Regions from separate parts of the Xenopus laevis genome. Here region 1 is linked to region 2. A link is a contact called in public Hi-C data. All regions are on one chromosome and are shown on one strand. The core of a region is the stretch at or near the end of the contact, and the rest is flanking DNA. Distances in the headings are between cores, read along the strand shown. Region 1 has its middle 11 kb from the start of tvp23b.L. Region 2 holds the start of pmp22.L (peripheral myelin protein 22 L homeolog).

Region 1 (4,245 bases), core at 932-3,431, 77 kb after region 2:
TCCAGTAGGGGTGCTGTTTCACTGAAGTCTATAGAGAAAGCTCAAGTAGAGGCAAGCAGTGTGATGCTAGAGGAGAAATGCACACAGCAAATGGGCATGTACACAATACATTTTGTGAGAACACATAATATAATGTATCACTCCCCCCCCCCCCACACACCTCTTGATGCAACATGCCAACCACAACCAGAATCTTATGATTTCTCAAAGGTGCCCCTAGGGCCTAAGATCAGTTCAGCATGGAGTAAGGGCAAAGAATTTTTCAGGGAGCTCTTACAATGAGGGAAGCCTTGGAATCACAAAGAGCCTACAATAAAAAATCTTTGGGGAGGACAACATGCACTGTCCATTTTCACTAAGCCCATCCAGCCTGCTTGCTGCCTGCCCTTAGAGGCAGATAGCAAAGTTTAAGTGGTAGGAGGGCCTGTGCAGGGGGACTACTATACAACAGAACCTGCAGTCCAGACCCCTCTGTTCCCCAGGTCGCCCCATGACCAAGGTATGCTGTATGTTAGTTATGCCACTTCCCACCTTACACTGCTCGTCTTACAGGCTGTAACCCCCTACTCTGCTACTCGGCCCACATGAAAAACGTTGCCCCACTACTCAGTCTGCATTTCCACCTCTTGTTTCCAACTGTCGGTCTCCACTCGGACTTCCAATTGCACCTCACACTTGCCCTCAGGCACATGCTTCTTGGCTCACTACCCCTAGTTCTATTTGTGGCCCATTGTTGGGGGGAAGTACTTGTTGTCTCTGGATCAAGCAATGGCTTTTGATAAAACCATGACTGTTTTGTCAAGTGTGCAATAACGTAAGTCCGAAGGGTTTGGGTGCGATATTTGCACTGGTCTCCCCCTCCCCTGCACCATTCGATAGTGTGCCCAGTTGGGAGGCCAGGTTCTGCTGCAGTTGCACCTCCCTGGTAGTACCACCACCAATTCTGGGTAAATTTTTTAGATTGTGTTTTGGTATGAAGGGGCAAAGAGCTTCCCATTGATTCGTGGCTGTCAGGGTGAATATTTTGAGTTGTGGTCCAGTTAAGGCAGAACCACCCCCTGATCCCCCTTTAGTATGTTTTCTTTATGAAGTTTGAATGGGCCTGTGTAACTGGTAGCCGGTCAGTGGGGACATTTATAAACACTGGGCAAAATTGTTCATGGGCAGTAACCCATGGCAACCAATCAGTGATTAGCTTTTTTTCAGTCATCTGATTGGTTGCCATGGGTTACTGCCAGGAACAAATTTGCCCAGTGTTTATAAATGAGCCCCATTTGTATCTAGGGCAAAGGAGGTGAGGTTTCCATAGATATACTGAAAGCTATTCAAGAGCTTAAGGCTAAGGATCTTTGTTCAGCTGTGAAAAGTGAGCGGTTTGTGGGGTTGCTAAGGGTGTTTTGACAGCTGAGAATTCCCAGGAGTCCCTATGCAGCGTCAGACTGGGGGGCCGAGGCCCACTGGGCTTCCTTATGGGGGGCCCTTTTCCCCAACCGCAACTCACTGTGTGGTGTACCTTCTCTCCTTGCCGGTGTGATCGGGCCTGGGAGGAACAGTGGGCAGGCCTCAGGCAGGTAGTGGGTCTGGGTTGGTGGAGCCCAAAATGTCCAGGGCCCACTGGGTTTTTTCCTATGTCCCGCTGGCCCAATTCAACACTCCAAGTATGCAGGGAAGGACAGTAACAGCAGGTTAAACAGAGAATAAAATTGTCTCCATATTAACAGTTCTAGATGCTTACAATGTGTATCAGATAGGACCCACTGTGACAGAATGCTCTGTTATAAAGAAAGCTAGAATCTCAGCCATAAAGCAGGGCAGGACTGCTGCTTAGACTGGGGTTCAGATAGGATATGTGACAGAATGCTCTGTTATACATATAGCTAGAATCTCAGCCATAAAGCAGTCTTCCCAGGCTGTGTAGCCTTTGGTGCCGGCAGTGCTAGAGAAGGAAATAGATAGAGAAGAAATAAGGCTTTCTAGCAGCTGTGTGTCAGTGAGAGTTGGGAATGCTCCAAGGGGGGAAACAGTGTGCAAGGGGGAACCAGATGTTTTCTCCCCATGTTATAAACCTGCTTGAATACGTCAGACCTTTACCCAAACAAGATGTTCAGTGAATGGGAAGTGTGGGAGGACTGGGGACTGGGACAGGGAGGATGAGCCATAGAAGCTCTGTCTGTTTCCTTAAGTGGAATAACAGAGGCACCTCCTGCTCCCACTAATGTGTGGGACTGCAATAAGCTGCTCAGCTGCAAATGCTCACGTTTCACTCTCCCGACACATCACTGGATCCCAGGCCTCTAGAGTGCCATATATACAGTTATTTTCTGATATTCTATATAGAGAGGCAGGGGAATAGCCCAGAGCTTCCACCGAAAATATTTGTGACAGAGAGAACCCTAAAAATCCTGCAAGATCAACAGGGCACATATACCTTGCCCTGTGGGTGACTTTTTGCTCCCCATTGGGCAATAACTTAAATACCCCCACTGCAGTTGTTCTGCCATTCCGGTAAGTGTGCCCCTCTAATTCCTCATATGAAGACAAACTGGAGTTGGTCTAGCAGGTATTTTGCAATATCAGTTGAAAGCAAAACAGGGGCCATGTAAGGGTTAAACCTGATGGAAGGTTTGTTTTTTTACCCCTTGAATATCCATGTAACTCTTATGGAGTTGCAAGAACACACAAATGCTGCAGACTGAAAGGTGAAAAAATATTAAGGGACAGTAAAGGCATTATACTGAGTTGCTCTTATGAGGAGGAGCATGTGGTGCTAGAGATATCAAGTGCAAGTCAGCAGTTTAGATACCAAGAGGGAGGTGCTACCCTGAATTAACAGTTACGTTTCCATTTAAAATGAAATACAAAAATAAAGGCAGATTTTGGACAGGGTCCAGAGGTTCGCGGTTTCCGTCTGACAGTGCTAAAACCCGCCAGCTGTTTAATTCAAAGGGCGGCAGTAAACAGAGCGCTGAGCTAATGTGGCAAATTTAGAATTGCATCATTGGAAAGTGTGCCCTGTCCTGTGTCCTAACGACGTGCCCTCTCTGGGGCGATGAGCTGCAAATGCTCACATCACTTTCTCAGCTTGGCCAATATAATGGGACCTCGTTGGCCTTTCTTCTCATTTTGTTTCCATTAGATGAAACCATTCCTTGGATTGCACAAGCTGTTAATTTGTTCCAGACCTCACTCATTCACATTAGGGAGTGGGGAGATATATTATATTGGGCTATGGACAAGTTGGTAAAGGAAAAGAGGTTGGGGAGCTCCCCCTGGTGTTAGAGATGCAGATTGCCAACCTGCTGCACAGAACTGCGGTTATGAATCAATTACTAGCACATAACTTTTCCCTTTAATTAATACTAATGAATGACTGTTGCCATGCTAGTGACATGCTGCCAGATAGGATAGAGGATCAGTAAGAAAAAACAAGGAAAAAATATCAAGGCTTTTTCCATGATCGGATAAACTCTGCATTGTTTATTTGCATCTGGGAGTTGTAGCAGCATTGGGAAGACTTTCTATTGGACCCTTTACATTCTGTAGTACAGATGGATTTTAGGCAGGACAAAAAGGGCATAAGACGTGGCTGATATCTGGCCTCAGTCCAACAACTGTGCGATCCACCGCGCTGCACAAAAATGCAGGTTTCAAGTCACATGCGACGGACATAAGGTAAGTGAATGCATTGTCGGATGGTGTCACATTGTTGATCCAACGCGGCATGACTGCCGGATGCAGACGCAGCTGCATTTACTTACCTTATTTCCGTTGCATGTGATTTGACGCCTGCGTTTTTGCGCAGCGCGTCGAATCGCACAGAAAGCGCCCATGTAGTCCTACCCTTAGGTTAGTGCCAAATGGGGACTGAAATCAGCCTGCTGAAATACACAAGCCAATTTAACCCCCTACACAGGCATTTGAAGCTTTTGGGTCACTCTGGCGTAAACACCAACAGCTGATTGAGGTGCAAAAATGCAAAGTATCACATTTCTTTGGCAAAATCAGCCAAATTTGTTTGCACCAGAGCCGACACAACTATTCCTCATCTGCATAAGCCCAATTTACCATATTTGCTGATTGGGAGACCCTTTTGACTCGTGACCTCTCATTCATTCCCCACATTAAATGCTCATTAAACAGTAACGTAACTGGAGGGGGCGGGCCCTGGTGCGGCACATGCCGCTGGGCCCCCTCCCCCCTCCGTTACAGATTATTTTCCCCGAAATCGGCCCATGCGGCCGGAAA
Region 2 (4,721 bases), core at 704-3,203:
CTGCAATGATGCGATAGTGTATAATGAGCTAAATAAAGACATTTAACTAATACAAAGAAAATTATGTTTGTATTAAGGAAAGATACATACGAGGCTGCACTTGTGTATATGCAAAATGGTGTCAGGGGCTGTGACAGTGGCCTAATGTGTATAGTAAGGCAAGGTGCTGTGAGAGGCTGCTGTAAGTCTGGGATCATGTATATTATGAGAAATTTGCCTAATTTACTGCCCTCCATAACCTGCAATACAATGCTGTCAGCTGTTTCTGAACTACAACTCCCAGCATTCATTTTTGGGAATACTATAAGTTGTAGTTCCATAACAGCTGCAAGTGGGGTTGTAAATAGCTGCCCCCTAGGAGACAGGACTTTGCAACCTCCAGCTGAATGGCAGCCCTGCTTAGAGCCAAGATACTGCCCCCAACACCCGACCCCCTGACCAGGCTGCCTAATCTCCTGTGTGTGCACAATGCCAGCAGTGCCCGTGCCAAAAGCAGCAGCTCCCCCCCCACCCCGTGCCCGAGATGTACCAGCCCAGTAATTCCTATCCAGTAATACCTCCCATAGTAGCATCTCCCTCCTCCGGGCACAACACACAGCCGACTGTTTAATTACTGTTCTATTGCACCATTTCTCTTCTAATCGTACGAGATAATCAGTTTGTCTTTCCTGAGTTGCACCGACTCAGAAACCGCTTGATACAATGAAGCAACTTCTCTCTGCTGCCTGCCACTTCTCTCCCGCTACAAAGTAACTTTGTTTCACAGCAAATTGCACAGCAGCCCTAGGGACACGGTGTAGTACAACTGAACCTCTCTTGTGTAACGATAGGGTTAGTTCACACAAGGAGATTCACTCGGGCAACTATGGAAAGCGCATCGCCGTGTGTGCTTTAGCGCAGGCGACTTTTCATTATAGCCTATGGGAAAACACGCTGAGGCAGTTAGGGGAGATTGTCGCTCAGAAGAAGAGGCAATTAGTCGCCAGGCGACAAAATCCCCCGGAATCTCCTCATGTGAACTAACCCTTAGGGTAGGGACACACTGGGCGATTTGGGGAGATTTAGTCGCCTGGCGACTAATCGCAGCGACTTTTCTCCCCGAATGCTTCCCCTCTCTCTGCGCCTGGCTAAAATGAAAAATCGCCTGCGCTAATCACACGCAGCGATTCGTTTTCCGAAGTCGCCCGAAGTTGCCTCACGAGGAAACTTCGGGCGACTTCGGAAAACGAATCGCCGCGTGTGATTAGCGCAGGCGATTTTTCATTTTAGCCAGGCGCAGAGAGAGGGGAAGCATTCGGGGAAGATTGGTCGTGGAAAGTCGCGGCGATTAGTCGCCAGGCGACTAAATCTCCCCAAATCACCCAGTGTGTCCCAGCCCTTAGGGTCCTCTCCAGAATCACGAGGAAACTTCAGGCGACTTCGGAAAACGCTGTGCCGCGTGTGCATTAACGTTGGTGACTTTTCATATTAGCGGATGGGAAAATACGAGGAGGCAGTTCGGGGAGATTCTTGCCCAGAAGTCGAGGCGATTAGTCGCCAGGCAACAAAATCTCCTCGTGTGAACTAACCCTAAATGGGAGATTCCAAGGAAGGTGTGCCATATTAATATTGCCCCCCAACAGCTTTAAAAAAGCAGTGGACCCCACAGCCATACTTAAAGTTGTCCCCTTCAAAGTGAGCTTCAACCAGATCCCCCGTCTTCTGCATCGCCCGACCCGACAATTGCTCGCAGCCACTCCCAAGCCCTATTAACGGACACGGGTCTGATGCGATTCTAGTGAATTCACAAGACTTATCCCCTATATTAAACCACAATATGAAAATAAAAGTTGGGGAATTGCAATAACAATCAGAGAATTGCGACTTACTTAGTGCAGAAGCTGTCAGGCAAAGAGGGTCCCAGGCCAGTGCAGGCAGCAGGCAGATCCGAGCTGAGAGGAATAAGTGGCCCCTTTTCTGTGCCCAGACTGAGTTATTTGAGGTTAGAGGCTACTAGTGTGAGGGTATAAGATTCCCTTTAACAGGAACGACGCCCCGTGACGCTGGCTGGACTGGGTGTGTCACACACTCACACACACTCACTGCATTAACCTCCCTGCTAAAAATAATAGCAGAGATCTGGGAGGGGGATCATGAGATGGGGAGGGAGAGGGGAAAACTCATTCTACATTGTGTGTTATCATCCCTGGAATGTAATTTGGGTCCCTGATCCTCTGCTTATTGGTAGCACCCCTTCCCTGCCCCCCTGCCTGTTCCCTCCTCTTCCTCACACCCATTTCTGCTCACCCAGGAGCTGACAGAAGGAATCTTGTGTTAGTAAATAAAGAGAAAGGCTGGGACCGTTCACTTGGGCACCCAAATAGAACTTCTGTGGCAGCTGCAAAGTAGCTAAAGCTGAAAAAAGACTCTTTGCCTGATTGTCTAACTCTAGCTGAACCTCTTAGTCTGTACGTGAGGGAGAGAACTGTTTGGGCAAGGGTTCTGATCTGGGATTCTGAAAGCAACTAAATAATACCCCCAAATCCATTAGATTGTAAGATGATCGGATCATGAAGCTCGTTCCACGTGTTTTTTTTATAAAACTTAGCACTTAATCTTGGGTTGTATGTACGGGTGGGACCTATTATCCAGAATGCTCAGCACCTGGGACTTTCCAGAATAATGGATCTTTCTGTAATATGGATCTTCGTACCTTAAGCTGGCCATAGACGCAAAGATATGCTCGTTTGGCAACATCGCCAAACGAGCCGATCTTTCCTCGATATGCCACTAACGGGCATGGCTATATCGGGGGCCAAACGATCAGATTATGATGAGAGCACATTAGGCTCCGGCGGAGATCGGTCGTTTGGTCGAAAAAATGAATTGAGGAAAAATGTCGGGACTCTCCACACACGGTCCGAAAATCATACAAATCCTCGATTCGTACGATAGGATCTTTGCAGCTATGGCCAGCTTTACATCTACTAGAAAATCATATAAACTTGAAATAAATCCAATATTCTGGTTTTGTTCCCAATAAGGTTTAATTATATCTTAGTTTGGATCGAGTACAAGCTACTGTTTTATTATTACAGAGAAAAGGCAAAAGATTTTTAAAAACTTGGATTATTTGGATAAAGTGGAGCCTATGGGATAACTTTCAGGAGAACAGGTTTCTGGATAATGGATCCCATACCTGTATCTCTATTTAATGTTGACTCAGGTTTGTGATATTAATGTATAGTTCTGCTGTACAGCACTGCGTACACTACACACATACACTAGTCCCTTTAAAAAGGAATGTTTTGGGACCCATAGCTTTATATTTGTTCTTGGATGTGCAATTTATTGGTGCTGGGGTTAATCATGACACAGAAAATGTCACCTGTACAGGTTTGGGTCCAGTCTCCACTAAATATCTATAACCACTACCCTGGTATTTGGGGGTGGAATGTTGCACCTCTGGGCAGGGACGGATTCATGCACAGGCTCCCCTAGGATAGCTTAGGGGCCCAGTGTGATCAGGGGCCCAAATAATTTTTTTTTAATTATTATTTCTGTTTTCTTTTAATTTATTATTCATTATTATTTGAGCAAGACACAGGCGTGTACATGCCCAGATTCATGCAGATTAGGGTTGACACCTGGCCGGTATTTTACCAGCCTGGCCGGTAAAATTGATGGCTGATCCCAATGTTATTAATAGGGAAAAAAGATAAATATATAGAAGACCAGAAAAGGTGGTAACCCTAATGCAGATCCACTGGCCCGGACCAAACCCTACCCGAGGTTAGGGTTGCCACCTGCCCAGTATTTTACTGACCTGGCCGGTAAAAATGATGGTTGACCCCAATGTTATTAATAGGGAAAAAAGATAAATATAAAGGAAGGCTGGTATTTTTTCCCAGAAAAGGTGGCAACCATACCCGAGGTATAGAGCTTGGGTGCCTGGATCTGTAGCCAGTAGTAGCCTAGAAGGGGAGCCTGTGGATGTAGTCTAGGGACCCCATATCTCATTAATCTGCCACTGTCCCAACCCCCCAGCAAAGTATATTACTATAAACAACAACTACCAAGTAGTGGGATTGTAGGCTGCAGGGTGGTGGGCAGTGCAGAGGGCGCAATTGGTTTTGGGAATTGTGGGACCTTAATGGGCCACCCACCTCTCTGTATTTTACGTTTAGTTTAGCCCTTTTTTTTAGCTTCGTTTCAACCAAACTGCTTGATCTGCCCGTCCCTTGGGCAGATCAAGCAGTAACAAGGAAATTTAATTTAATTTACATCTGTCTCCTTTCCCCATTCACTCCAGCCTTATTGATTCCAACAGGCTTTTAGACCATTGAAATGGACGGAGGATGTAACTGGATCTCCTTCCTAGTCTGGAACATTTGGCCCTGTGCATTAGAAACATGGTCAGCATGATAACAATGCCTAAGGCACGCCTGTATTTATTAAGGGCCCAGGTTACGATGAAGGTGCCCTCCCTCCACTAAAATACTGGAAGCAAAAATAATTCTGGTGCATTCTGCTGGACCCAAGAAGAATAGGGCAGTAGGGCACCAAAAAGGCCTGGGTTTTGAATGAACCAGTTCTTTACACTATTCAGGGGTTACATGTGGAGGTATCCATGACACCGGGAGGCACCTGGTTATTTCCAAAGGCAGGCAGCCTGTAGGAGTCAGTCCTCACTGATAGCAGCCTCTTTCTTTAACAGAACAATTGATACCCCCAGCAGTAAT

Evidence for each region. Hi-C and Micro-C count contacts between places; a contact is called where the count stands out from the background.
Region 1: a contact with region 2 is called in a Hi-C map of animal cap, with 11 times the contacts expected there. The contact joins the enhancer-like site here to the promoter of pmp22.L in region 2. A contact is called at or near these places in 3 of 4 Hi-C or Micro-C datasets (the XL177 cell line, the XTC cell line and animal cap).

The regions. Positions count from the first base shown.
Region 1 is chr9_10L:52,070,135-52,074,379 of Xenopus_laevis_v10.1, forward strand. No RefSeq gene overlaps it. Among protein-coding and RNA genes, the nearest start is that of tvp23b.L, 11 kb to the right of the region's middle. Within about 2 kb of position 2,182, at least 1 of the 7 cell types and tissues checked has an H3K27ac peak or open chromatin away from gene starts, as enhancers often do.
Region 2 is chr9_10L:51,993,005-51,997,725 of Xenopus_laevis_v10.1, forward strand. It overlaps pmp22.L (peripheral myelin protein 22 L homeolog), which reads right to left and starts at 1,954. Exons shown (of 5, transcript NM_001086816.1): 1 at 1,869-1,954.